Linked DNA regions of Mus musculus: all the other regions are linked to region 1. The links are chromatin contacts, called in public HiChIP or PLAC-seq, Micro-C and promoter capture Hi-C maps. All regions are on one chromosome and are shown on one strand. The core of a region is the stretch at or near the end of the contact, and the rest is flanking DNA. Distances in the headings are between cores, read along the strand shown. Region 1 holds the start of Scaper (S phase cyclin A-associated protein in the ER). Region 2 holds the start of Fbxo22 (F-box protein 22). Region 3 holds the start of Tmem266 (transmembrane protein 266). Region 4 overlaps Tmem266 (transmembrane protein 266). Region 5 overlaps Tmem266 (transmembrane protein 266).

Region 1 (2,777 bases), core at 158-2,657:
GGCATTTGCTTAAGGGTTATGACGAACGAGAAGCAGTTCCTTGTAGAAACATTATTTCTGCTAGTTTTATGACATGGATCGTATCCAAATGATGGAAACCAAAGGAAAAAAGCCACATCACACTTTTTCCCACCAACATAATTTCCCACATGACATTTTAAAATGGCTCTTGTACTAAAGATATTTGGATGTCAATGGACATTCTCAAGTCATTTTGGTGTATTTGTTGTAAATCAATCTGCAAGCATCTTGCAGAAAGTCATGCTTAACAGGAAAAAAAATTTACCAATTCAAAGCACCTACATAGGACAGGGTGGGTTAGTGCTGTGCTTATTTTTCTATCTTAAATCAGAAATCTGCCACATTACCAGCAAGTGATCAGGCTAAGCAATCATCTCTTTGAGCCTCAAGTTTCCCATTTATAAACGTCCACAGCATCTATCTCACTCTTCTCCCATGTGATGTGGATGAAATAAATCTGTAAATTGCAGCCGGGAATTATTTTCTGTTCAGGAAGATGATTGTAGCAAATTGCTATTCCACAGACAATAACGCGACACACGTGAGAAATACAGTCCACCAGCAGCAGGAGGCAGCCCATGGGGTAGTGAGACCTCCTTAGAGGGAGCCTTTGGGACAGCAGCAGGTGCTGCTTGGGGAGCAATTTTCTGGCTGCTTTCTAACAAGCCCCAAACTCTCTGGAGTCAGTTACTGACTCTAACCTGCTTCTGTGTGCAGGACTGCAAATCTGAGCAGAGGGGAGTGCTAATAAAGTACAGAGGCAAGGACGCTGAGGTAGGAGGCTCTCAGGTGAGAGAGGCCTTCGGTTTGCACCTGAGGCCTCAAGTAAACATTTGTAAAATGGGAAGAAAAAAAATTTTTTTTTTTTTTTTTTTTTTTTTTACCTCCATGCTTCCCTGAGATAGCTAATGCCTGAATCTAGGTTCATGGAAAGTGTGGTAAAGCCCTGGAGGGAAAGATGCTGAAAGTGATTAACTGCCAAATGCAGGCAAGCAGCAGCTTCTGAGGACCCCTCACTCGTGCAGTAGGGACATTCCAGTAGGCTCGGCTACCCCCTAGAGACAGTCTTCTGCCCCGACCCTAACCCCGGCCCGGCCTGAGGTCTGTCCCAGTCCCACGACCCTCACTGCCCCGGGGCCAGCTCGACCCTCCCCACCCTGGCCCGGCCTCCTCAGTCCACCTCGCGGCTCCCCTCCCCCGGTCACACGCCCAGGTGAGGGAGGAGGTGGAAGGGTTTCCGCCGCCATCTTGTCCCCTCAGCCCCACAACACAGGTTGCCCGCGCCCCTCCTGGGCCCGTCCGGGTCGAGGCGACGCGCGCCCCTCGCGGACACTTACCCGGGAGGCTTAGCTTACTTTGGGGCGGCTCCCAGCGTCCCGGCGGGAAAGGGGCGGGGTGGGGCGGGGCGGCCGCGGAGGACCGGGCGGGGCGGATGGACGGCGCACCACGTGACGCCAGCCGAAGCCCAGCCACTCCCCCTAGGCCGTCCTGGGCCATTCGCGCAGGCGCAGCTAGGCTCACTTCTTGCGCGCTCAAGTAGAAAGGTAAGAGTTTCCTCTGTACCGACGAACGTCTTTTTCTTCAGTGCTGTTCTCTTTCTTGGACTGACGGTCTACCTCAGCTTTGTCCACACTGGCCCCTTTCTCGGATTCAGCTTTCTTCCGGCGTGTCTTACCACCACAGCCCACCGATTAAAGACCTCAAGAAATGTGTGTGACAATCTTTCACTAAAGCACCTGGGACTTAGCCAAGCGGAGCTTAGTCTCCACTTAAAGGCTTGTTTCAAATGTCGGTGCCAGGCTTGGAAGGATCCAACTACAAAAACCTAAAAGGTAGGCTTAAGCTATTTCAAAGACAACAATAAGTGCAAGATGATTATGTGTAGGTATTTAAACCACAGTTGTGAACTAAATGGAAAACAATCTATGCCCGTCACAGTACAATATCAAGGAGTATTTTCTGCAGCTTTTCGTCCAGATGACTCTGAGATTCTAACTTGGCTCACACTTCTTACAACAGGTGGGAAGCTAACGGGTCACTGACATCTGCCTCACCCTTAAGAGGGTAAGAGTTATGGAAGCAGGTGCACGCTGTATTAGAGGCTCCTTCTAGGTCCTTCCGCCTCTTGGTTTCTTAGAAAACCCATTCGTTCAGTTGTTTGACAAACAGTTATGAAGGACCTGCCACATTAGCTCTACTAGCTTGCTTAGAGTCATAAATGAACAAAATAGGTCCTCCCCCAAAAGAAATCCTGGAGGGAGGAAATGTTTGTTCTTGAGCTCGGAGGAAACACAAATAATAAAAATTGTAAGTTATATGATAAGCACTATTGGTAATAAAGTAAGTGGAGATAGGAAGAATTAGTGCAATATAAATGGCGGTCAGGGTCTTGTTTCTCTGGTTTACTATCTTCTCTTATTCTCATGAGCATTTAAACAACTTCAATCTCTTTCCACTTCAAATCTCCCAACCACCAGCCCTCACTTCAACATGTTTTCATTCCCCCTCATAGCCTGCCCTTTGTACTTTGCAATTTGCAAGATATCTCCACTACTTCAGTTCCTCTTCAGGTCTGGACTTACTGCAGTTTGGTTTCTTCCGATTCTTTTCTAAAGTCACTAGTGATTTCTTTACTGCAAATCCCCACCTGCAGTAGTTTGAATTTTTAATGTTCCCCAAAGGCCCAAATATTGAAGGCTTTGTCTCTGTGGCAGTATTACCAGAAACCAAGGCCATGGAATACAGTGTGACAATCC
Region 2 (2,777 bases), core at 129-2,628, 730 kb before region 1:
GCTATAATTCAGGCGTCTATAGGCTCTATATTGAATTTCTAGTGTAGGCTGTTTAAAGAGAAGATGGGGTGTGGGGAGGTTTCAGAAGTGGAGATGAAGATACTGAGAGGGATAGGGAACCTAGAATTGGTGTGTACACACATAGTGTATTCAGTTTTTCTTTAACCATTCCCTTACTGCGTTCTTTAAATTCAAATACATGTGGGTTTCTAGTGCTGTTTTAATTAATGTCTCTAATGTTCTTAGGGTACTATTAGCACAGTTCCTCTTGTACACTCAAGGCCTCTATACACACCACTATCTGTAGATCTCATCAGAATCTCAGCAGAAGGAAAGCCTTTTCTTTCCTTGACTGAAATTCCTGTGCCAGTTTCATGTTTGGTTTGAATGTTATGTCTCCATGTACAGCCTCCCTACTTCATTCAGAAACAGTTGTTTTTTCTGAAGGTTGCCTTAGCTGAGGAAATGTTCAGAAGTCCTCCTCTTAAACATACTGACCCTTGGTGTTCATTCCCTAGTCGTCATAACATGTTCCCGCACCCCACCCCCACCCCAACCAGTGCCTGGTGAGAAGAGTGGAGCCACAGAGCAGTTTGGAAGTTCTAGAAGTAGGATTTAGGGCTCCTGGAGAGCCCAGAGCTGCTGGGGTTTTTTATTAACGGGAAGCATTGAAGTTTTCACACATTCCCAGTGTATCGTGGTGTTTTGGAGACTGTATGATGCGTCCATGTTTGCTACTTAAGTCTTAAGGTTTCCAGAGTAAAGTGGCTGCTGCTTGTTGAGGGCTTGTTCATGTTTTTTTGTGTTATCTTACATATTTTGCAGTAGGGTCTAGATTGTTTTCGGCTTTTGACCCTCCTGCCTCCAGCTTGCTAGATGCAAACATGCATCATCTTGTCCAGCTCAAAATGTTCTAATGGGTTATCACAGTGTAAAAGATCTAGAAGCCAAAACAAGAAGCACCAGGTCAGGCCAAGTAGCTGGGGACAAAGTGCCCCTCAGTCAGGAGACAACCTATTCAGTTGAAATGAAGCAGCCTCTACTGTTCTTTCATTTGTGGTTCGGGAATGTATGGTGTTGGGCTTCATCCCCTGTGATTCTGTATGTAGCCCTGCAGGGAAGAGCCAGCAGGAGCCAAAGAATAATGGCTCCTGTGTGAAAATATCTATCTGGTTTGGCATGTGCTTTCTGTAGCAATTAATAGTGCCAAAGAATGGCGAGTGCTATTTATGTCTACTCGCTTAAAACTTAAGACCTAACGAGTTAACCAGATTGACCAAATAGTGTTTGCAGCCGGCTTAAACGCCAGGCTGCCTCCGGTCCCTTCCGGGCGGAACTGTGCAGGCCGGTGCACCGCCGCAGCGGCGTGTCCAGTACCGGAAGCGGCCCACCGGAAGTGGCGCGCGCCTGCTCAGGGAGCTCGGGTTGTAGGTGGTGCGCCGGCCGCTCCGGTACCCCTGAGACTCTGTAGGGCCTTCGGGCCGGTAGGCGAGGAATGGAGCCGGCAGGCGGCGGTGGCGGCGTCTCCTCCTCCACAGATCCGCGAAGCACCTACGTGCTGAGTAACCTTGCGGAGGTGGTGGAGCGTGTGTTTACCTTCCTGCCGGCCAAAGCGCTGCTTCGGGTAGCCGGGTGAGGGCGAATGGGGCGGGAGGAGACCTTCGTCCCGGAGGGTGGCGGGGTCGCCTCTGCCGGGACCTCTGCCCGGGTTTCCTAGTGCTTAGCTGGCGCTGCGAGGCTGCTGACGGTGGGAACCGGCCGCCCGGCGGCAACCCTTTGTGCTTTTGCATCCCCAGAGTATGCCGCCTGTGGAGGGAGTGTGTACGCAGAGTGCTGCGGACCCATCGCAGCGTGACCTGGATCTCCGCGGGTGTGGCTGAAGCGGGCCACCTGGAGGGACATTGCTTGGTGCGCGTGGTAGCTGAGGCGCTTGAGGCAAGTATGGAGTTATGCGTTGGACAGTCACTTGCAGGACTGGTGGGCCATCTTGGAGAACTTTTTAAAAAATCAAGATTGTGATACATATCCTTGCTTTCGTTAACTCGGAGAACCTATGCTCGTATTCTGGCTTTTGTAGTAAACGTCAGGTTTTGTAGGGGCGTACTGCGGTTTAGTCATTATTAGATGTTGGGCAATTGAAGTATCCAGGTGTCCACTATTACAAGGCCGTACAGAGCCTTCCTTAACTTGCCTCAATTTTGCAATGAAGGTGTTGGGTATCGCTTGCCCAGGGTCTCACACTAGAACCGGAAGAACTAAAACTTCTACCTAAATACGTAAACCACATTCCTTTTCTCATTTTTGTCCCTGGATCCAGGAGAGTCAGTGTTCAGGGAGGTGAAGACAGATTATAGAGCTGATAGATAGTGAATCTCCAGTATCTCACTGAGTGGCAGGGGCCCTCGTGAGGAAATTGCCAATTTGATGCCCTATTATCGCTTAGTATGTATAATAGGCAAATAGGAATGTTCTACTTAACCACAATATAGTCTCCACATTGGGAAGTTATCATTGATGTATGTGTCGATTCTTTTGGTGTTGAGTTTGGTTTTCAACTTGATCCAGAAAGAGGGAACTCAAGTTAAGTGCCTGCCAAAGATTGACCCGTGGACAAATCTGTAGGCCACTCTCTTGATTAATGTTTGGTGTGGGAGCCAAAGTGCCCCAGTGCTTTTCTTAAGAGCAGAAGGATTTGATTCTGTTCCCAATGAGTAACTGAAAGGCGCGCTCCTTTGGTTTGTATGTTTCTCCAACCTGACTTTCTGTACCAGCCCCAA
Region 3 (2,777 bases), core at 132-2,631, 610 kb before region 1:
GATTAGTTTCATGCAATCTCATTAATTCCAGGGATTATTGTTTGTGCTTGTTATTGGAGTCTAATTCAGGAAATCTTTGTATCTCAATGTTTTGCCAGATGGCTAACCAGCGAAACACTGTCATGAATGCTGTTCAAAGCCCTTAAGGAAACTTAAGTGTAGTTCTACTAAATGGGGGGTCACGGGGAGGTAGTATGGAGGGAGGACAGCATTTCTACTTTCCAGTCTATTTATGCCTAGAACCAGTAGGGGGAAATCCTGTCAAGCCAAATAACTTCTACAACTGTTTTCTCCAAGGACCCCCTGCCCCCCGAAATTAGACATTACAGATGGTTAAGAAATGTTGGTAGGTGAGGACTAAACAAAGACATACTTTTCCATGTACATTCCTTGTCTAGACATTTCTGTATCTATTAAAAAACCGATCCGAGCCCTTCAGGCGGTTCTATGTATGGTCTGGGTTTTAAAGCTTTCAATTCTAATTTCTACCGTTTTGCTAGTGGAAGAGAAGGCAAGAAAGTCGCAGGCGTTCCTGAAGGCCACGTGAACCTAACCAAATAGTGATTATTCTGGAGGGGAAGCCAATGGGGGAGAACCCCAAAGTCACTCAGGAACTTTGTGCCCTAGAGAAAGAAGGGTTTCCGATCTTTAAAGTATCTAACATAAGAAGGCCAAAACCCCAAAGGAAAGCGGCTATTTTTAAAAAACTGTTTTTAAAAACTGTTCACAGCAGTAAGCTTTTTTTTTTTTTCCTTTTCACACGTGAGGCTTTTTTTTTTTTTTTTTAAACCCCCAGATTGCTCAGTCACTCTGTCTACTCTAGGCATTCTCAATCGGGACAGGCGCTTCAAGGGCAGAAAACTCTTCATTTACAATACATGACCAACACGCACAGTGTATCTGTCACGTGAGAATGTGATGGGGACCACCGAGGGGTGGGCAATGCCTTCAAAGGCTCCTTGGGGCAATGCACACACCAGGGGCGGCAGGCAGAAACCTCGGAGGACACTGCGCGCCGCTACTCACAGCACAGTGTGTGAAAACGCACCCAGGGCGGTACCGTGGGACCGCAGGCGCCCGCCCGCCCTCGGCCGCACCAGCCAGCCTCCGCTTCGAGCTCCTGCCCCCTGTCACCCGCGCCACGAGGCCCGCTTGCCCTTCGCCGGGGGTGACTGCCCACACGCGGCCCCCGCTGGTCGCAGTTTCCTAGACAGCCGCGCGGCCCCTCTGCAGCCTCCGGAACGCGCGAGCGGGAGCGGGAGCGGGCAGCGAGAGCGCAGGCGCGGGCCCGGGAGAGCCGCCGTCCCGAAAGCGCGTGCGCGCGCGCTCGAGCGGGGTGGGCGGAGGGGCGGAGGGAGCGGCGGGGCCGCGAGGGGGCGGGGGGGTGGGGGGGCGGAGAGGGGAGCCCCGGGAGCGGGAGCGCGGGCCCGGCGCTGCAGAGCAGAGCGAATCCTGAGCTCCGGCAGCAGGTACGTGTTCTTGCAGCCGGCAGCCGCCGGGGCTTCCCCGGCTGTGGCCCGGGCGGGCGGGTGAGGGAGGCAAAGGTAGGGGCCGGATCGTGGTTTGCAGGGTGACTGCCCTGGAGGACTAGGATCCTGCAGCTGACCTTCATGTCCCGGGCTGGGGAGCCGGACGACCATCCTCTGGGGAGCACGGGGTCTTCAGATCCAGACTGGGGATCTGCTTGTCACATGCTTCTTATTTATTTTTGCAAACTGTCCTGGTTCGGGTCCAGCTGCGGATGCCTTCCCTCCTATTCTTTGCCTCTGTGTGCCATCTTGCATTTATTAATAAAACATGAAAGCTGGGGGTGCGGGAGGTTTGCTTCTAAGGGGAATCCCATTGCAGTATAGCAAGTGGACGCCTATTTTCGGTTTTCAGACGTGGTGTAGAGGTGGAAATCCCACACCCTAGGGGTTTGTGGCTTTGCTGGTCGTGACCACTTCCTAGTGGGCTTCCCCGGTTTGTCGCTAGGTGCCCCAGCGGCAGGATGGACGGTCTGGAAAGGATGGAGGGTTTCATGTCAGCCTGGCGTACTGTTCCGAGGACAGGTGCAGACAGTTCCCTGCTTGCTAACTTGCCAGGGAGGTTTAAACCCAGGAAAGAAATTCTTTCTAAATTGTTAATAGGAGGCCTTGAATTGAGCATCTGAGTCTTGCTTACTCAGACTCATCGCGGTTTTGCATCTGAAGCCGATTAAAGCTAGCCACCTGTTGGAAGTCAGACCCCATACTCCATTCTGTTTCATAGTCACCAATACTGAAATAATGAGGTCCGTAAGACCCCATTCTATCCTCTTTAAATGTGTTGCCTGCCAATTCTTTCTTTTGAAATAAATTCTCATTTTTTCCATTATATAGTTTAGACTGAAATATGATTTACTTATATTCCATATACATACATCACCATATTCTAAGCACTGGGTTTCTCTTCAGGGTATATTATCTATTTCCCTAGCTTTAACTTGGCTGTGAAGAAGAGTGGGGAAAGTGGACTGTATGTAACTGCTCCCTATGGCCCTCCCCCAGGAATAATATAGTGAAAAGAACAGAAAGAGCCGGAAGCACAAAATGAAAATGACTCGCAAGCTGTGGGGGTCCAGCAGCTGGACTGTGGTACCACATTAAACCAGGAGATGTACTTGTAGGGACCCAGTGCTGAGCTAAACGCCATTTGTGGCTCATTTCCTTGGGTCTTCACTGCAAGGCTGTCATCTCTGTGTTGGAGATGAAGAAGCTGGCACTTAAGGGGTTAACTGACTTACCCAAGGTCGCTCA
Region 4 (2,777 bases), core at 127-2,626, 550 kb before region 1:
ACAGTTTGGAGTCCATAATCGAGACAAGCTGTAGCAGGAGCTCAAGGAAGGGACATAGAGGCAGGAACTGAAACAGGGCCACAGAGAAATGCCACCAACTGGCTTGTTCTTAACTCACTCAGCCTGCTTTTTTGTTTGGTTTTGTTTTGTTTTGGAGGCAAGGTTTCTCAGTGTACCCCTGGCTGTCCTAGAACTAGCTCTGTAGACCAGGCTGGCCTTGATCTAGCAGAGAGACACCTGCTTCTGCCTCCCAAGGGCTAGGATTAAAGGCAGAACCATCTGTCCAGGGGTAGCACTACCCATAGTGGGCTGCCATTCGTTAATCAAGAAGATGCCCCTCCAAACTTGCCTACAGGCCAGGATAATGGAGGCATTTTCTCAAGGTGGCCCCAGCTTGGGTTAGGTTAACAAAACTACTAACAAGCACAATGACCCTTAAGAGTAAGTTTAAGAAGCTAGGCAGGGGGTCTCCATGAGGGCCAAGGAGTCTCTGCATCTCTTGAAACCTTAAATGCAGAGTTGTAGTTTTATGTCTATGGCGTGGGGGGGGGGGGTGTGTGTGGCAAATGGTTATTGTTTTTGTCAATTATTGGAGAGCTTTGCTCCGAGGAATCTTCTGAGCCACGGGGGGGGGGGGGGGGAGAAGCCCCCTGCAGGCCAGACAGGGGGCAAACGCCTGGTGCTCCAGGCTTCATCTTCATCTCCGTCGCCCCTACCTCTAGACTTCTAGACTCATTCCGACCTCCCCTCAGATCTTTTCTTTGGGAACTTAATGGACAACAATCCAAATGTGCAACTAACGAGGTCTTCTGTCCCGGACACTAGAGAAACCACCTTCATTGCCTGTGAAGAACCCTTTTAGGATAACTGGAGAGTCCCCACCATCCCCACAGGCTCACACCAGGAGGACAACGTTTCCTCTGAGTGCATAGTGGGTTGTAGGGAGAAAGAGGCTTGGCCCTGAAGGAGCAACGCAAGCCCGGCCCTGATTGGTCCATACTTCACCTTTAAGATGAGGCTGTTTCTTTGTCAAGCTTGGGACCACTACCTGACCTGATCTTGCCTGCCTGCCTTCCAGGCCACTCCTATGGCCTGACCTCCCATAAAAGAGCCTTTGGGGATTTGCCAAACTCCATTTTCATATTCTAGAATTTATTCTCTCAAACTGTTACCCCAAACAACTAAGAATATAAAACAGAAGCCGCACCGGCGCTCACCTGCTTTCCACCCCCGGACTCCTCTGAGGCCTCATGAGGGGTGCCGGAACTTCTCTGGAATACCACCTGCCAGCAGGCCCATCTGTTGGTATTCTCTATTTGGGCAGCCCAAGCCCTCCCCAGAGCTGCCCCTGGCTTTTGTAGCACATGTTGGGAAATAGGGGCACGTCTGCCCTCTGGTGGCAACTTCAGGAATAACACCACTCCGGGACTTTGATGGGCTGAGGCTGCCTGAAAGAAGTTATTTTCCAGTCTGTGTCCGGGCTTCAGCCCAGTCAGTTCTTTTATTAACCACGCAAACCGGGTTATAAAAACGGGAAACACCGTCTTCTTGGAGTATACCTTTCCGCGGAGAGGGAACACACACTCTCCTTGGAATGTCTGAGTCACTTGCATTTCACAAGGAGTGATCCAATTCTAAACCTGGGGCCAGGCAGGAACCTGCAGGTTCTGCCTCACCGCTGGTTCCCATTCCCACTAGGGAGCCCAGATGGAAGTTACTTTAGAGTTGTACAGCCCCGTCCCTGTCTCTCTTGTTAAAACATAGGCACAGGCAAGCCTCCTTCCTGGTGGCCCTGGTTACCTTCTCTGTCCTGCTCCCAAGCTTCTGTCACACCACATACACCCTCAGTTCATCCTCCATAATAGTTGTCACCTGCAAGAACACTCTTGAGCTGGGTTCTCCTGAAATGCAGGCCCAAATTCAGTGGGTGTTGGGGACGATTTAGCTTCCCTAACTCCAGGAGTGCTCACATCTGAAGAGGCAGAACCATGGTCCACACCTTGGAGTCACCTCACGAAGTTATAGACCATGGGCCTAACCCAGAAATGGTGGCTTCATAAGGGACCTGGGGTATGGCTTAAACCTTGGGACTTTCCAGCAATCTCTGGCCTGGATGCTGATCCCAACCCCCACTTCCAGGCTTCTCTGCCTGGAGTCATCTACCTACAGCAGGTATCTTCCTTTGTCTCTTAAGTCACTGCTGTGCTGTGGGGTCACTGGGAGAAAAGAGGTTCACCTCAGCTGTGGTACAAATACCATCTCCTTGTGCAGCTCGGGGACCAACATGAATTTCCTCCCAGGCTGAGAGCAGCTGGTGACTGAATGCCAAGCTCTGGGCAGGCACAGCTAAGCTGCCACAGCAGTAGAGTAGGATAGGTAGACTTGGCTTTGCAATGCTTTGGGATTTGGCAGGAGATGGGTCTTGTCATGGGGAGTGGTTGCCCCAGCAGCATCTGCCCAGGTGCTAGGTGATTAGTGAGCTCTGCCCACCATGCAAGAGAAACCCTTCCTCCCTAAGCCAGTTCCTGGCCCATGTCCTGGTGTCCTTTGGGCCTGAAGAGAATGTTGGTACTAACTAGGCAGGTCTGTGTGTTTCTTCCCGATACCTATGGGCACTGCCTTTAACTTTCTTGACCATCACTTCCTCCTTGAGATCTCCCCCGCCATTGCTAAAAGTCCTTCCCAGGGAGAGTGGACCTCTCCTAAGGTTCTAACTACAGAAGGAAGCAGCATCCCAGCAGACTTCACTGTAGGAGACAAGTTCATTGGACTTAAGT
Region 5 (2,777 bases), core at 176-2,675, 510 kb before region 1:
CTTGCTCCTCCCCAACCCCTGGTGTCTGATACTTTATTGAAAAGATAAAGGCAACAGAGTTGTTATTGCATGGGTGGTGTAAAGAAGCAGTTGAGTTGTTATTGCATGGGTGATGTAAAGAAGCAGTTTAATTGAATAACTTGTAAGGAGACTCTTGATGTATAAGATGGTACAAATACTGTTGAATGGACTTCTATCATGGTCATTATTCCCATGGCTTTTGACTCTGATGGTCAAGATTAGCAGGTCAAGATTTGTTAACCCCCTCTACAGATGGGAAGACTGAGGTTTCCACAGGCTGCCCCTTACCTGGGTGCAGTTTCTGATGAAACAGAGCCCAGACTTCATTTCTATGTACTGAAAATAGGGTGTCCACACAAGGCACAGCTAGTCATGGTAGGTACCATTAGCTGCTGCATCAGACTTCAAGGATTGGAGCAGGGAGATGCTAAAGTGCTTGTTATGAATGCTTGAGGGTCCGAGTTCAGACTCCCAGCACCTGTATGAAGAGCTGTGTTTGCGGCGCATGCCTGTCCTCTCAGTGCTTGGGAAGTAGATTCCTAGCTAAACCAGTGAGCTGGATCCAGGTCCAGGGAGAGATGCTGTATCAGTAGAGAGAGTAGAGAGAGCTTGGGAAAGACATCCAACGCTGACCTCTGACCTCTGTATGCACTGCACCTAACACACACATATACATGTGTGAATGCATATTATATATGCACACAGAGAACTCCCAAGACTTAACACATAAAGAGTGTGTTTGTCATCCTTATAATTACCAGAGCAGGTTGCAGTGGACAGAGCCTAGGGAACTGTCTGTTTCACTGTCACTCTGGCCCCCAGGCTCCTTCCATTGTGTGGCTCCTCTGGGTCTTCTCCAGCCAGCAGTGCAGAAGAAAAGAGACTGGAAAACTGGCCACAAGCCTTTATTTGACAAGTCTGGAAGTGGTGATGTTGCTTCTGTCCTTATTTCATCAGCAAGTCTTACACAGTTCAAAGATATTAGATGTTGATACTAGTGGCCTGTGTTCCCCGAAGAGAAAGAGTCACTATGCAGTCACCTAACCCACAGAAATGAGGCTTGTGGGTCCATTACCCTTTCGTATAGTTGGAGGCACAGTTTCATTCCCCCAAATCCTCCCTGGTCGGTTTCCCCAAGGAAAAATAAGACTTTCCACCCAAGAGGCTCTCTGCATTTCCAAGGCAGAAGAGGTGGAAGGATACCGTACCCAGTGCCCAGGTGCAGGAGCTAGGGCAGGCTTTGTGGGTACAGGGGTACCAATGGAGTCCATCTCCTCATCCTAGCCTCACTCTGGACCTGGAGCTGAGAACCCTGAGGAAAGATCACAGTTTGTACAAATGGCTGCCCTTTGAGGCTGTGCCCAGAGCTCAGAGAGTGGGCCAAAGGGCAGGAATAACAGGAAGCATATTTTATTCTGCTTCAGCAGCCGCTCAGTCCAAAGAGTGCCTTCCTTCCCTGCAGACATCTTACGCCCCACCTTTTCGGCACAATGGCCTCTGTTACCTGGATTTTTTTCAAAATTTCCACCAAGGAAAGTAAAGTTGTTATTATTATTTTTAACATGGGAAGTGGTTTGTAAAACAGCTGATAGCTTTAGTGACAAGCCTATTTAGCTGATAAAATTAGCCATCAGAGAAATAACATATGTTATCCTTTGACTATAATTTAGATTTATGGCCATCTACCTGTCATCTCCATAGTGGATGGAAAGGGGCCAAGGTCAGTCTCAGCCTCACCCTGCTCCTAAATCATTAGTTTGCAACCGTCTCCTGATTTTTATTGTTACCAACAACGGTGAGAGTAGTGGAGATAAACACTGGACGCCATCCCAGCAGCAGATGGCTCTGAGGGTCGGGCAACCTGTGCAGACAGTACTGAAAGAACAGAGCCAAACTATTGCTACTGCATTAGATGCCATCGAGCCGCTGGCCACAGTGTGCATTGATCAGGTTGCAGCCCATGTGAGTTGGACTCTGTGGCCAACCCATTAAAGGCCGGGAAGGCTGGGTGTGGCCGCCTGAGCTGGGCCTGACTCGCTCCAGTAATGTACAGACTGGGGCTCTCCGTGGGCCCCTGCTGCTCAGGCTGGGCTATTAGATTAGAAATAGTTGCTTCCATTGTTTTCCTAGCTTAGGGATGGGCTTTTGTGTAATGTTTGCTAGGGGAAGATTTGCTTTACTCTGTCATCAGAGGCACTGTGAGCCTGCCTTTGTCAGAGGCCAGGCTTTTGTGAGCTCTGGAGATTGTGGGGGACTTGGTTTTTCTACTGATCGTTTCTTAGCAGGTTGACTGCGGGGGGGGGGGTGTCTAGGAGTTGGGGGGTGCACCTATCCTGCTTAGGAGTAACTAGTTTTGTATCCTTCCTGTCTTCCTTCTTTCCTTCCTCCCTCCCTCCTTTCCTTTTCTCTCTAGGAGTTTCTTGAACAGATCAGACTGGTGGGTTTCATTGGATCCTGAAGCTTGGGTGGGGGTGGGGAGGCAATGAACACCCCACACATGTGCTCTCCCACCGTGTGCACTCCCAGCGGAATGATTGGTTGCTTTTGTCCCATTCGTTGTTCTCCTCTGGGACTCCAGTTGTGCACGTCTGTCCTCACACCCATTCTCCCACTGCCTCTCCCTCTCCTCCACCCATAACTTGGAACTCTGTCTGTCTGTCTGTCTGCCCAGGCTGCTGTAACACCACCTTTGAAGCTCTTATCATAAAGCATGACTTTCATTCTCCATTGGAAAGTCATTAAGGGACTACAGAGCC

Evidence for each region. Promoter capture Hi-C pulls out the DNA fragments that hold promoters and counts their contacts. A called contact is a pair of places that touch in the nucleus more often than the background predicts. HiChIP or PLAC-seq counts read pairs in DNA pulled down with a chosen protein or histone mark.
Region 2: a promoter capture Hi-C map of erythroid cells shows a contact between it and region 1, with 8 times the contacts expected there. The contact joins the promoter of Fbxo22 here to the promoter of Scaper in region 1. A contact is called at or near these places in 2 of 39 promoter capture datasets (cranial neural crest and erythroid cells) and 1 of 115 datasets of contacts at active chromatin or transcription factors (the 230-238 cell line).
Region 3: a contact with region 1 is called in a Micro-C map of embryonic stem cells, with 5 times the contacts expected there. The contact joins the promoter of Tmem266 here to the promoter of Scaper in region 1. A contact is called at or near these places in 3 of 39 promoter capture datasets (hippocampal neurons, liver and neural stem cells), 1 of 15 datasets of contacts at CTCF or cohesin (the NIH/3T3 cell line), 3 of 484 Hi-C or Micro-C datasets (the G1E-ER4 cell line, embryonic stem cells and olfactory sensory neurons), 2 of 115 datasets of contacts at active chromatin or transcription factors (astrocytes and embryonic stem cells) and 3 of 9 other capture datasets (embryonic stem cells, liver and pancreatic islet).
Region 4: a contact with region 1 is called in an H3K4me3 HiChIP or PLAC-seq map of bone marrow-derived macrophages, with 4 times the contacts expected there. The contact joins the enhancer-like site here to the promoter of Scaper in region 1. A contact is called at or near these places in 1 of 39 promoter capture datasets (neural stem cells), 1 of 484 Hi-C or Micro-C datasets (embryonic stem cells), 4 of 115 datasets of contacts at active chromatin or transcription factors (the 230-238 cell line, bone marrow-derived macrophages, embryonic forebrain and 1 more) and 3 of 9 other capture datasets (adipose tissue, liver and macrophages).
Region 5: an H3K27ac HiChIP or PLAC-seq map of extraembryonic endoderm stem cells shows a contact between it and region 1, with 9 times the contacts expected there. The contact joins the enhancer-like site here to the promoter of Scaper in region 1. A contact is called at or near these places in 2 of 39 promoter capture datasets (both in embryonic stem cells), 2 of 15 datasets of contacts at CTCF or cohesin (the NIH/3T3 cell line and large pre-B cells), 37 of 484 Hi-C or Micro-C datasets (the AtT-20 cell line, B cells, the C10 cell line and 24 more), 21 of 115 datasets of contacts at active chromatin or transcription factors (acute myeloid leukemia, astrocytes, bone marrow-derived macrophages and 12 more) and 5 of 9 other capture datasets (adipose tissue, embryonic stem cells, liver and 2 more).

What each region holds. Positions count from the first base shown.
Region 1 is chr9:55,936,712-55,939,488 of GRCm38.p6, forward strand. Scaper (S phase cyclin A-associated protein in the ER) reads right to left here and starts at 1,408. Exons shown (of 33, transcript NM_001357652.1): 1 at 1,359-1,408.
Region 2 is chr9:55,207,557-55,210,333 of GRCm38.p6, forward strand. It overlaps Fbxo22 (F-box protein 22), which reads left to right and starts at 1,379. Exons shown (of 7, transcript NM_028049.2): 1 at 1,379-1,632; 2 at 1,797-1,935. The coding sequence starts at 1,496.
Region 3 is chr9:55,325,532-55,328,308 of GRCm38.p6, forward strand. Tmem266 (transmembrane protein 266) reads left to right here and starts at 1,382. Exons shown (of 11, transcript NM_172923.4): 1 at 1,382-1,469.
Region 4 is chr9:55,391,110-55,393,886 of GRCm38.p6, forward strand. The region is part of intron 3 of Tmem266 (transmembrane protein 266); the gene reads left to right. Among named protein-coding and RNA genes, the nearest start is that of Tmem266, 66 kb to the left of the region's middle. Within about 2 kb of position 1,377, at least 14 of the 459 cell types and tissues checked have an H3K27ac peak or open chromatin away from gene starts, as enhancers often do. A contact at or near this core is called in bone marrow-derived macrophages and neural stem cells, where this site is marked.
Region 5 is chr9:55,422,241-55,425,017 of GRCm38.p6, forward strand. The region is part of intron 8 of Tmem266 (transmembrane protein 266); the gene reads left to right. Among named protein-coding and RNA genes, the nearest start is that of Etfa, 89 kb to the right of the region's middle. Within about 2 kb of position 1,426, at least 31 of the 459 cell types and tissues checked have an H3K27ac peak or open chromatin away from gene starts, as enhancers often do. A contact at or near this core is called in the AtT-20 cell line, adipose tissue, cerebellum and 1 more, where this site is marked.